Linked DNA regions of Sus scrofa: region 2 is linked to region 1. A link is a contact called in public Hi-C data. All regions are on one chromosome and are shown on one strand. Each heading gives the region's core, a stretch centred on a gene start, on an enhancer-like site or on the middle of the called end of the contact. The rest is flanking DNA. Distances are from core to core; before and after follow the strand shown.

What was found. Hi-C and Micro-C count contacts between places; a contact is called where the count stands out from the background.
Region 2: a contact with region 1 is called in a Hi-C map of liver, with 4 times the contacts expected there. The contact joins the promoter of UBA5 here to the promoter of ACKR4 in region 1. A contact is called at or near these places in 1 of 5 promoter capture datasets (liver), 5 of 47 Hi-C or Micro-C datasets (adipocytes, epiblast stem cells and liver) and 1 of 2 datasets of contacts at active chromatin or transcription factors (alveolar macrophages).

Annotation. Positions count from the first base shown.
Region 1 is chr13:73,772,054-73,776,407 of Sscrofa11.1, reverse strand. ACKR4 (atypical chemokine receptor 4) reads right to left here and starts at 2,546. Exons shown (of 2, transcript NM_001097430.1): 1 at 2,500-2,546; 2 at 1-97. The coding sequence starts at 88. All of the region lies in intron 14 of ACAD11 (acyl-CoA dehydrogenase family member 11), which reads left to right.
Region 2 is chr13:73,829,179-73,833,532 of Sscrofa11.1, reverse strand. It overlaps UBA5 (ubiquitin-like modifier-activating enzyme 5), which reads right to left and starts at 2,048. Exons shown (of 12, transcript XM_003132421.6): 1 at 1,234-2,048. The coding sequence starts at 1,394. It overlaps ACAD11 (acyl-CoA dehydrogenase family member 11), which reads left to right and starts at 2,037. Exons shown (of 21, transcript XM_001924765.5): 1 at 2,037-2,333. The coding sequence starts at 2,185. LOC110256298 (a long non-coding RNA gene) reads right to left here. Exons shown (of 2, transcript XR_002337685.1): 1 at 4,306-4,354; 2 at 2,324-2,882.

The DNA of each region.
Region 1 (4,354 bases), core at 1,297-3,796:
TCACTTCATATTGACTATAGTCATGGGTATCATTCATTTCATTTTCCTCATAATAGTAATCTGTTGACTGGTTGTGTTCCAAAGCCATGGCTCCACTCTAAACGGCAAAAAGAATACAGGATATTCATTTTAATATTGCTTAAATGGAAACTCTTTTGATCTAGCATATGTTTTATTCTTTTGTTAGAGAATAGATTCTTGCCATAGCATATGTGAGCCTGAATCTGCTACTCTGAAACTCTTTAATGGAAGCCACATTGGAGTATAGCTCCAAGATAGGTTTTTCATCCTTTATTTTCACAAGTCTGTGAACAGGGGTTGAGATTTATAGAAAGATTAAAAAAATGCCACAGGGAATTTTCTTAATTATTAAACCCTATAACTTTTACATATATGACTTTGTGATTCTTAATTTATTCTTTACACAATAAATTAAAATTTAATATAAATTATTTTATTTATTTAAAATAAATATTTTACTTTTATTTATTTATTAATTTATTTTAAAATAAGTTAAATAAATTATCTCACCATTTTACTTCAGTTTACTAGTTGGCTTCTATAAAACAAAGTCTCCTCTAGTCAGCCTCCCTCCTAAACCTGTCACTACATGCTGGTTGTAAACTACTATTTGATAGCACTGTCATTCCACTCATCACCTAAGCCTTAAGCTTGCACCGTCCTTCATTTCTTCTTTATGTTCATCCCTGATTTCCAGTCAGCCCCTAAATTCTGATTTTACCTTCTAAATAGGTCTCCAGTCTGCCTCCTCCATTTTACCTGTGCTCTTTGACACATCCACGTAATTCGACATTATTACCTGGCCTGTTACAATATCTTCCTAAATGGTGTCCTACTGTTCTTATTCCTCCTTACCATCTCCTTGTCAAAAACATTTTTCTTACTGCCATCAAAGTGCTCTATCTAAAGTGTCAGTCTGTCCCTCTCCTGCTTTACTCCTCACCTGAAAGACACATTTCTTCATCTGAAAGATACAATCTAAGCTCCTTGGCATGATACCCAAGGCTCCTCCATTATCTGGTCCTAGCCATGCTTCCTGCCACATGCCCCTACGGTGCACCCTGCTCCACAGACAGTAAAGGTACTGATTTGCCAGCAGTTTTCCAGCACATACCATGCTGCAGCCCATGTCTATATCATTACCCAAATGTTCTTTTATCTGATATACTATTTCCTGCCCTTTCCTTGAAGGGCCAACTCCTACTCAGTTAACTTGGATGTCACCACTCAAGAAGACTTTCCTGATCTGATAGGTATATATATACATAGCTTTCAGAGAATTGAACCCATCCTATGGAAGACATGTTTCCCAGGCTATCATTTCCCTCTTTGCTCTAAGTTCCCTAAGATTATGGCCTGTTGGATTTATATTTGTAATTAATACCTGAGAGAGTGTCTGGCACATTCTAGGTGCCCAGCTAATATTTGTTAAAGTACAGGTTTTACCGTAGGTGTTATGCTATTACTCTAGAATGGAAAGATGATACTCCAGGAATCTCCTGTCTCATCATTAAGTTATTTTACTATATTGGCTATTAACACTCGGTAATATTAAGATAAGCTTTCACAGAATTCACAAATTTTAAAATATATGAAACAATAACTTTGAATATTTTTATTATAGTGCTGAGTTTTACTTTGCTTTTTCCTTAGCCGTTCTGTCTCCATCAGGTTATTTTTGTCCTTGGAAGTATTTCATATATTCTTATAGATTCATTTAATGAAAAATAGTGTGCCAGTTTGTGCTACATTTACAAAAGAATATTCTTATACTTTCTAACCTTTCATGGCTGAGTAAAGCAAAGTGAAGAAGGCCCCCCTGTGGAAAAAACCACATAGAACTGCTTTCATTATGTAAAAACCAGGTGCTCACAATTTAAAATGGCTATTTTATCCTTGAAGTTATTTGAAAAGTTCTGATCTGGAAGACTAGTCTTCATTTTCTTATATGTTAATTATTAACACAACACGAACTTTGTTCTTTCTTTCTCTTTCATCACAGAAATCTTGAACCTGGTGATAATATAATATGGCCAAACCGTATAAGGTATTAATGAAAGATACTTTTAAATAAGAATTAATTGTACAAAAAAATACAGGTAAATAAGAGTAGGAGTGGAAATTATTTGCAGAAGTTATCCTTCTGGCAAATACATAGAAACACACTTAAATGCCTTTATAATTATTATAAGAACAAAAAAATTAGTGTTTATAAAACAAAGCAGGAAAAACTGGTATAGCAGAACCTATTATTAACAAAGTTTTTTAGGCAAGTAATGGTATTAAAATAATATTTCTTCTTGCTATATTCATATTTTTATTTTGAGGTTAAAGTGTATAACTTTTTCAAATAGCTCTTGTTTGCATATGTAAACATGCATCAAGACTCCCTCTACATAGGTAAATAGGTAAAGTCCTTGGGCTCAAAAAATAAATCATATTCAAGTCTGAGTGAAAAAAGAAAGGAAAAAAACCAACCTGTTTCAGTCCGCAGAGAGGAGCAGTCTTGAGTGCAGAGTAAAATCAAATGAACTCTCCAACTCAGGCTACTTTTGTTTTCGTTTTACACCCCGCCCTTGTCTTACATCCAGGAGGGCTTTCCGGAAATTTAACCTTGTGAGCACTTATCTTTTATTTTATGTATAACCATCCTGTGAAGTCAAATCCAAATTCTTAAGTATCCTAGGTTCCAAACTTGAAAAAATTCAATCTTGTTTCAAAAACTACAGACGTTTCAAAGTTCCACTTAGCCCAAGGGAACAAGAACATGCCGGCAGCTGAGGCATGATTGCCAAACCAAAGCAGCTAACAAGTACTTGTAGATAGCATCTAGACAAATATTCTCTAAAATTATTTTGTCTGAGAAAGAACAAAATGATTCTGACCCAGAAAGCCATCGTTTTGAGGACTAAATGAAATTCCAAGTAATCACTAGGCATGTATAGTAAAATTTAAATGTTTATACCACATCAATTATTTTGTATTTTACTTAAACTATGAGACCCCTGTGACTTCACTATTCACCTTCTCTGTCCTTGACCTCCAGACATGCTTTCCTCATGACTTTAAGTTATTTTTCTGACTTGTAATCTTCAATGACTAGTTACAAACTTTCAAAATCCTTCTGTCTAGGGAGGCTCTCTCCCTGTCTCCCTACTTCCAAACAAATGAAAATTAGAGAAAGAAGAGAATATATGCAGATTTAATCCTTGTGGTCCATTTGACCTTGACTCTTCACATTTGCATGACAGTTCCCTTAGTTATTAGTTATCTTCTCTAGCTAAGCTAGGCTTAGTCTCCACCTTCAGAAATTATTTCAGACCTATTCCTTTTGTTTTCCTCCAAGCAACTGATAAAACTTTCCTATTGACTCACAGAAAAGAGGCTCTAGATCATTGGGGCTTCATCTTCCCAAGGTATGTGTGTGAGGGTACAGCCAGCTTCTCCTTGAAATCCACCAGTCTTTGAGAGTTATTTGCATGCAGCAAAACCAGCTCACCTAAAACAAAATAAAACAAAAACAAAGGCCTGGGTTTGCAGTATTTGCCATTTTCCATGGTTTGAATACTCCCACCATGGCCAATTTCTGCTACCGGTGTGAAGTCACTGAGGGCAAAGTTGCTAAGAGATAAGCGTATCAGCCTTCCCCAGCAGGCGCTAAACACACCTCTTTCAAAAGAGGGATCTCTTCTTCTTACCATAGCTGATCATTACTCTGATCTCTTGGTGCCTTCTGAAAGATACAGGTCTTAATGTTATCCCTGCCTTCTCTAGACTCTCTGGTCTTTCACCTTCTCTTCCCTCTTATTTTTCTTTATTTTATATATGTTGGAGCAAGAGGAAGTAAACAAACAACCCTCCACTAATTCTTAGAGTAGTCTTCAAGATCCCATAAGGTCTGCCTCCTTGCCTCATTACCCCTCTAACTTGTATCTGACTACTCACCCCTTTGCTTGCTTGTTCTGGGACGCCACCTCCTTGCTGTTTGGAAATGTACCAGGCACATTCCTTTTTTAGGGCTTTTGTACTGGCTCTTCTATTTGCCTGGTATGTGCTTCCTCTTAATATTTGCAAGGCTCACTCCCTCATGTCTTTCAAGTGGTTTGTCCCATCACCACCTCCTCACTGAGACAACTCCTGACTATTCTATTTAAAATATCCCTTCACAAACAAAACAAATGAACAAACATAACAAAACAGAAACAGTTAGATACAGAGAACAGATGGTTGCCAGATGGGAGGAGGGTGGGAAGAGGAAAGAAATAGGTGAGGGAGATTAAGAGATTACAGATTCTTAAAAGGGTATTACAAACTTCCAGTTGCAAAATAAATG
Region 2 (4,354 bases), core at 799-3,298, 58 kb before region 1:
TAAAATGAACCCTTTTGTAATTACGGAACAATTATAATTTTGGTCAGGTTTTTCCATTACAAATAATAATGTAATTAACATCTTTGTGCCTAAATAGTGGTGTATATTTTAGGTTGTTAAAAAAAAAAAATACATGCACCCTAAGACTTCAACTGAGGATTTATGTAATAAAACTTTTTGTTAAAACCCAAACCCTCCTGCTCTTTGAAGGGGAAGAGCAACAATAATCTTTCCTGTTTCACCAACTTTAAAACTATTCAGTTTTTAGTCACACTATTTACAGTTCCACATGGACTTTGGAGTAAAACAAACGATGCCAGTCCAGGCCTTTTTAGCTACACTGTTAGCACTATGGTCTAAGGCAGGTCACAGCAGCTAAGCCTCAACTTTCTCCCCTATAAAATGAGGGTCAAATATAGTAGCCACCATCTAGGGTTGTGATAAGGAGAAAAAGGTGACAATGCATGCAAAGTGTTAAGCAGGTAGTGAAAGCTCAGTAACTGTTACCATATTCACTAGCAATAAGGTCTTGTACAGGGCTTAGTATGTACAAACACTATTCTAGAACTTTACATATACTTACATTTTCAATCTTCACAGCTGGACAGAGATACTAAAAGTGAGAAACTGAAGCAGATAGGTTCAGAACGCTCTTCAGGTTACTCAGGTGCTAAGATTTGAATTCAATCAGTTTGGCTCTAGAGTCCTTACCCTCAACCACTAAGCTACATTCAGCCTGCTGAATTCACAAACCTTAGGAAACGAAGAAAGAGAGCGGACAACACAGGTGAAGGCCAACGGTTTTAGAGCTAATCCAGCCCTCTCCTACACCCGTAATTTAAGAAACACTGAGAGGGCTCGATGAAGCTCGAAGCGTGTGCTCATTGGGTTTTACATTTGGTGTCACCTTCTAAAAGTTATTACTATCAATTTTAGGCAGAGCAAGTAAGACTAATAGAGGCAGGGGCAGAAGGAAAGCTGATACGTGTCCTCAGCAGACACAGGAGAAGCACCATATGGCTGATTCAGCTGGGTAGTTTTAAAAGAGAAAAAAACATTTTTTTCACCAGTACAGAGACCTGGCTTCGCCCGCTTGAGGACGGGGCCTCAGAACAAGAAAAGAGAGGTGGTACGAGGATGTGGGAGCTGGAGAGCAGCGGCGGGCACCTCACTCCTGACCACCTGGAGACCGTGACCTCGCCCACACCCCCTCCGCCCCGCCACTTAGGTCACCTGTAGGGGTTGGAGTCCACCACCTCCGGGCTCATCTTCTCGATGCGGGTCCGACCGCCTTTTCCGTCGCGGTCCCCCACGACCTGGCGACTTCTCTCCTGGGCCAGTTCCCGTTCCAGTTCCTGGATCCGCTGCTGCAGCCGCTCCACAGACTCGGCCATGGCTGGGACCCCGGCCGCCAGCCCTCCCAGCCCCGGCCGTCGCCGTCGCCGCCGCCCCACACTGTTGGCTGCTGGGCGGGCAAGAGGTATGTGCGGAGGTACCTTGCGGCGGCCTTGCTAGCCCACAACCCCGGAAAAGGGCTCCCTTCACCTCTCTAACTTACACGTCTCCACCGGCCCCGCTGGCCTCGCACGGGGTCCGCTTCCTGTGTGTTGCAGTCATCGTTCCCCCTCAAAAAATAAAAATAAATAAAAACGCAGTCACTTTCAGCTTCCTTCTTCGCCCGGGCCTAAAAGACCGACCTGCAGCAGGGCCTGGGTCATAAACATCCAGAGCCAGTATCCTGCGACGTTGCGTTTCCAACCGGGCAGCTAGGAGAAACCTCAGAATCTTTTATTCCCGAGCTCGACGTCCTGACGGACCTTTTTCTGCGCCGAACCTTTTAGGTTTTCCGCTTGCTGGTGCTTTAAATTCGGAGGTGGACGCGGCCTCGGAGTTCTTATTTGGCCGGAGTGACTAATGTGGTTTTGCTTTATTTAGAATTGAGGCCTCTAATTCTGAGGCTAGGTGAAAAATTTTAATCTGAACACACACCAAGGCCCTCCTGGCGCTTCGCGACTAGAACCCTTAACCTAGCCAGTCCGCCTAGCCTCGGCTCCGGGAGGGAAATTGTGATTGGCTGGAACCGCAGGCCCCCCTCCTCCCGGGCGTCCCGAGCTGTGGAGTGTCCCCGAGCCCCGAAGAGTTGCGGTTTCTGTGAGTCTGTGGTCATTGGATGCAGCAGCGATCATGAAGGCCGATGCCTCCCACGGTCCCGAGATGGGGGAAGTGCTGCCCCAGCACAAGTTGGACTGCAGGTCCCTGGAAGCCTACCTATACCAGCACTTGCCTGACTTTGGGGCTGAGCCTGAGGCCAAGCTGACTGTTGCCCAGTACAGGTATCGACGCCAGCCATTTCCAGCAGAAAAAAATCTGTGCCTTATACTTTTTTCCCTTTGGCTTTGGGTAGGTTCTCAGTTTACCCCATCTTGTTTATTTTTCCTCAGTGACGCAGTTTGCAGGCGGGAGCTGCCCTCACCAGTCTCCTGCATTACATTCTGGGTATTTCTAATTCAAGAGCAATAATAGAAGCACAGTAACATTCACGATTCCAATTATGAGAAGGAATCTTTGTTAACAATTACGTACTTAGAGGATTCAGTGAGGCACTTTAAGGTTGGAGGTTCTGCAGGATTTAGAGAGGCTTTCCCTCAACTTTTGTTCTATAACTTTTTTTTTTTTTGAGAAGCAGATGTCATTCCGTTCACTTTGGCCATATTCTTGCAGAGTGAGTTAATGATATCGGTTGGGACATCCGAATTCTAATCCAGATCTTCCATTTAGCAAATCGCAGCACCATTTTGGGCTTTAATTCTTTCTGAAGTAGGGGAATGGAACTGGACGACCATCCTGAGAGTACTGTTCTCCACTTTGAACTTGCTTCTAGTCTGATGTATAGTAGAAAATAATTTTAAAAGACTTAATTCTAAAAATAGTATTTTGATAAACGCAGAGCTATAGAAGCAGTCCTCTCTTGCCAAAAATTAGATGTGCCACTTACAGACTGGGAAATTTAAATGCTGTGTTACATGAACTCTCTGAGAACTTGTTTCATAATCTGTAACAAATACTTGCCTGTTCTGAGTAATCCTGATAATGAAATGATGTGAAAAGATTTAACATTGTAAGAGCACCATATACCAGTGGCATTTATCACTGGCATTTATATTCCTTGACTACTGGTTTCAGGTAAATTAAAAATAGTGGGAAGGAAAATGGATAAGAGAAAGTTTGGAGTATAGAATTAAAAGGCACCATGTCACAATAGATATTGTAGGACGAAAGAGAAATTGGAATAAAAAATGGCTTAAGTTTCTAGCCTAGAAGGCTTGTGTTGTAAACTAACAGATCAAAGTTCAAATTTGCTCTGAGAATCTGGACAAGTTATTTAACTTCTTTGGCAAAATGGAGATAGTAATCATTAGAGTTGTTGGAGGATTATCTTACTGAGAGTTACTTAATTCTGAATTAAATTTAATGTTTTTTTATAATGATTTTTATTTTTTCCATTATAGCTGTTTTACAGTGTTGTGTCAATTTTCTACTGTACAGCAAGGTGACCCAGTCACACATACATGTATACATTCTTTTTTCTCACATTATGCTCCATCATAAATAGCTAGATATAGTTCCCAGTGCTATACTGAATGTTAAAGCAGAATTGAGCTTGATAAATGAAATTAGTTGCAGCTTAAATAGTATATATGCATTGAACTATCCCCACAGAAAATACACATTTATTTCCAAGGCATATGAAAAAGTTTTTGAAAACTGAAGACATGTTAGGCCACAAAGGAAGTTTCAAAAATTCTAAAGTGTCATTCTGAAAAAATTTCAGAATATAAATGCCAAAGTTCAGAAATCAATAGAAGACAGCTAATAAATATATGTGTAGAAATTAATTGATAACGATAAAAGACCCAATAATCCACAGAAAATAATGGAGTTTATCAAAGTTCAGTATACCAAAATAAATTGCATTTCTGAACTTTAGCAATAAAAATATAAAGATATAAATTTCAGAAAGATAATAAGAGCATCAGAATTACAAATTTCCCCAAATATTATTCTAATAAAGTATGTGCAAGACCTCTGTAGAGGAAACTATAAAACTGTATTAGGACTTTAAAAAGAACTAAATAAATTGAGCGATGCCATGTTCATGAATAGTAGAATTCAGAATTGTATATTTCCCTTTTCCTCGCCAATCTATAGATTCAGTGCAATGTCTTAATTTTTTCCCCTAATTCAAAAAATTGCTTCTAACTTTTACATATAGGAGCAAAGGGCTAAGAATAAGCAAAAACTCACCTGAAGATGAACAAAGTGGGAAATTTCAGTTAAGATGGCGTATTAGCAA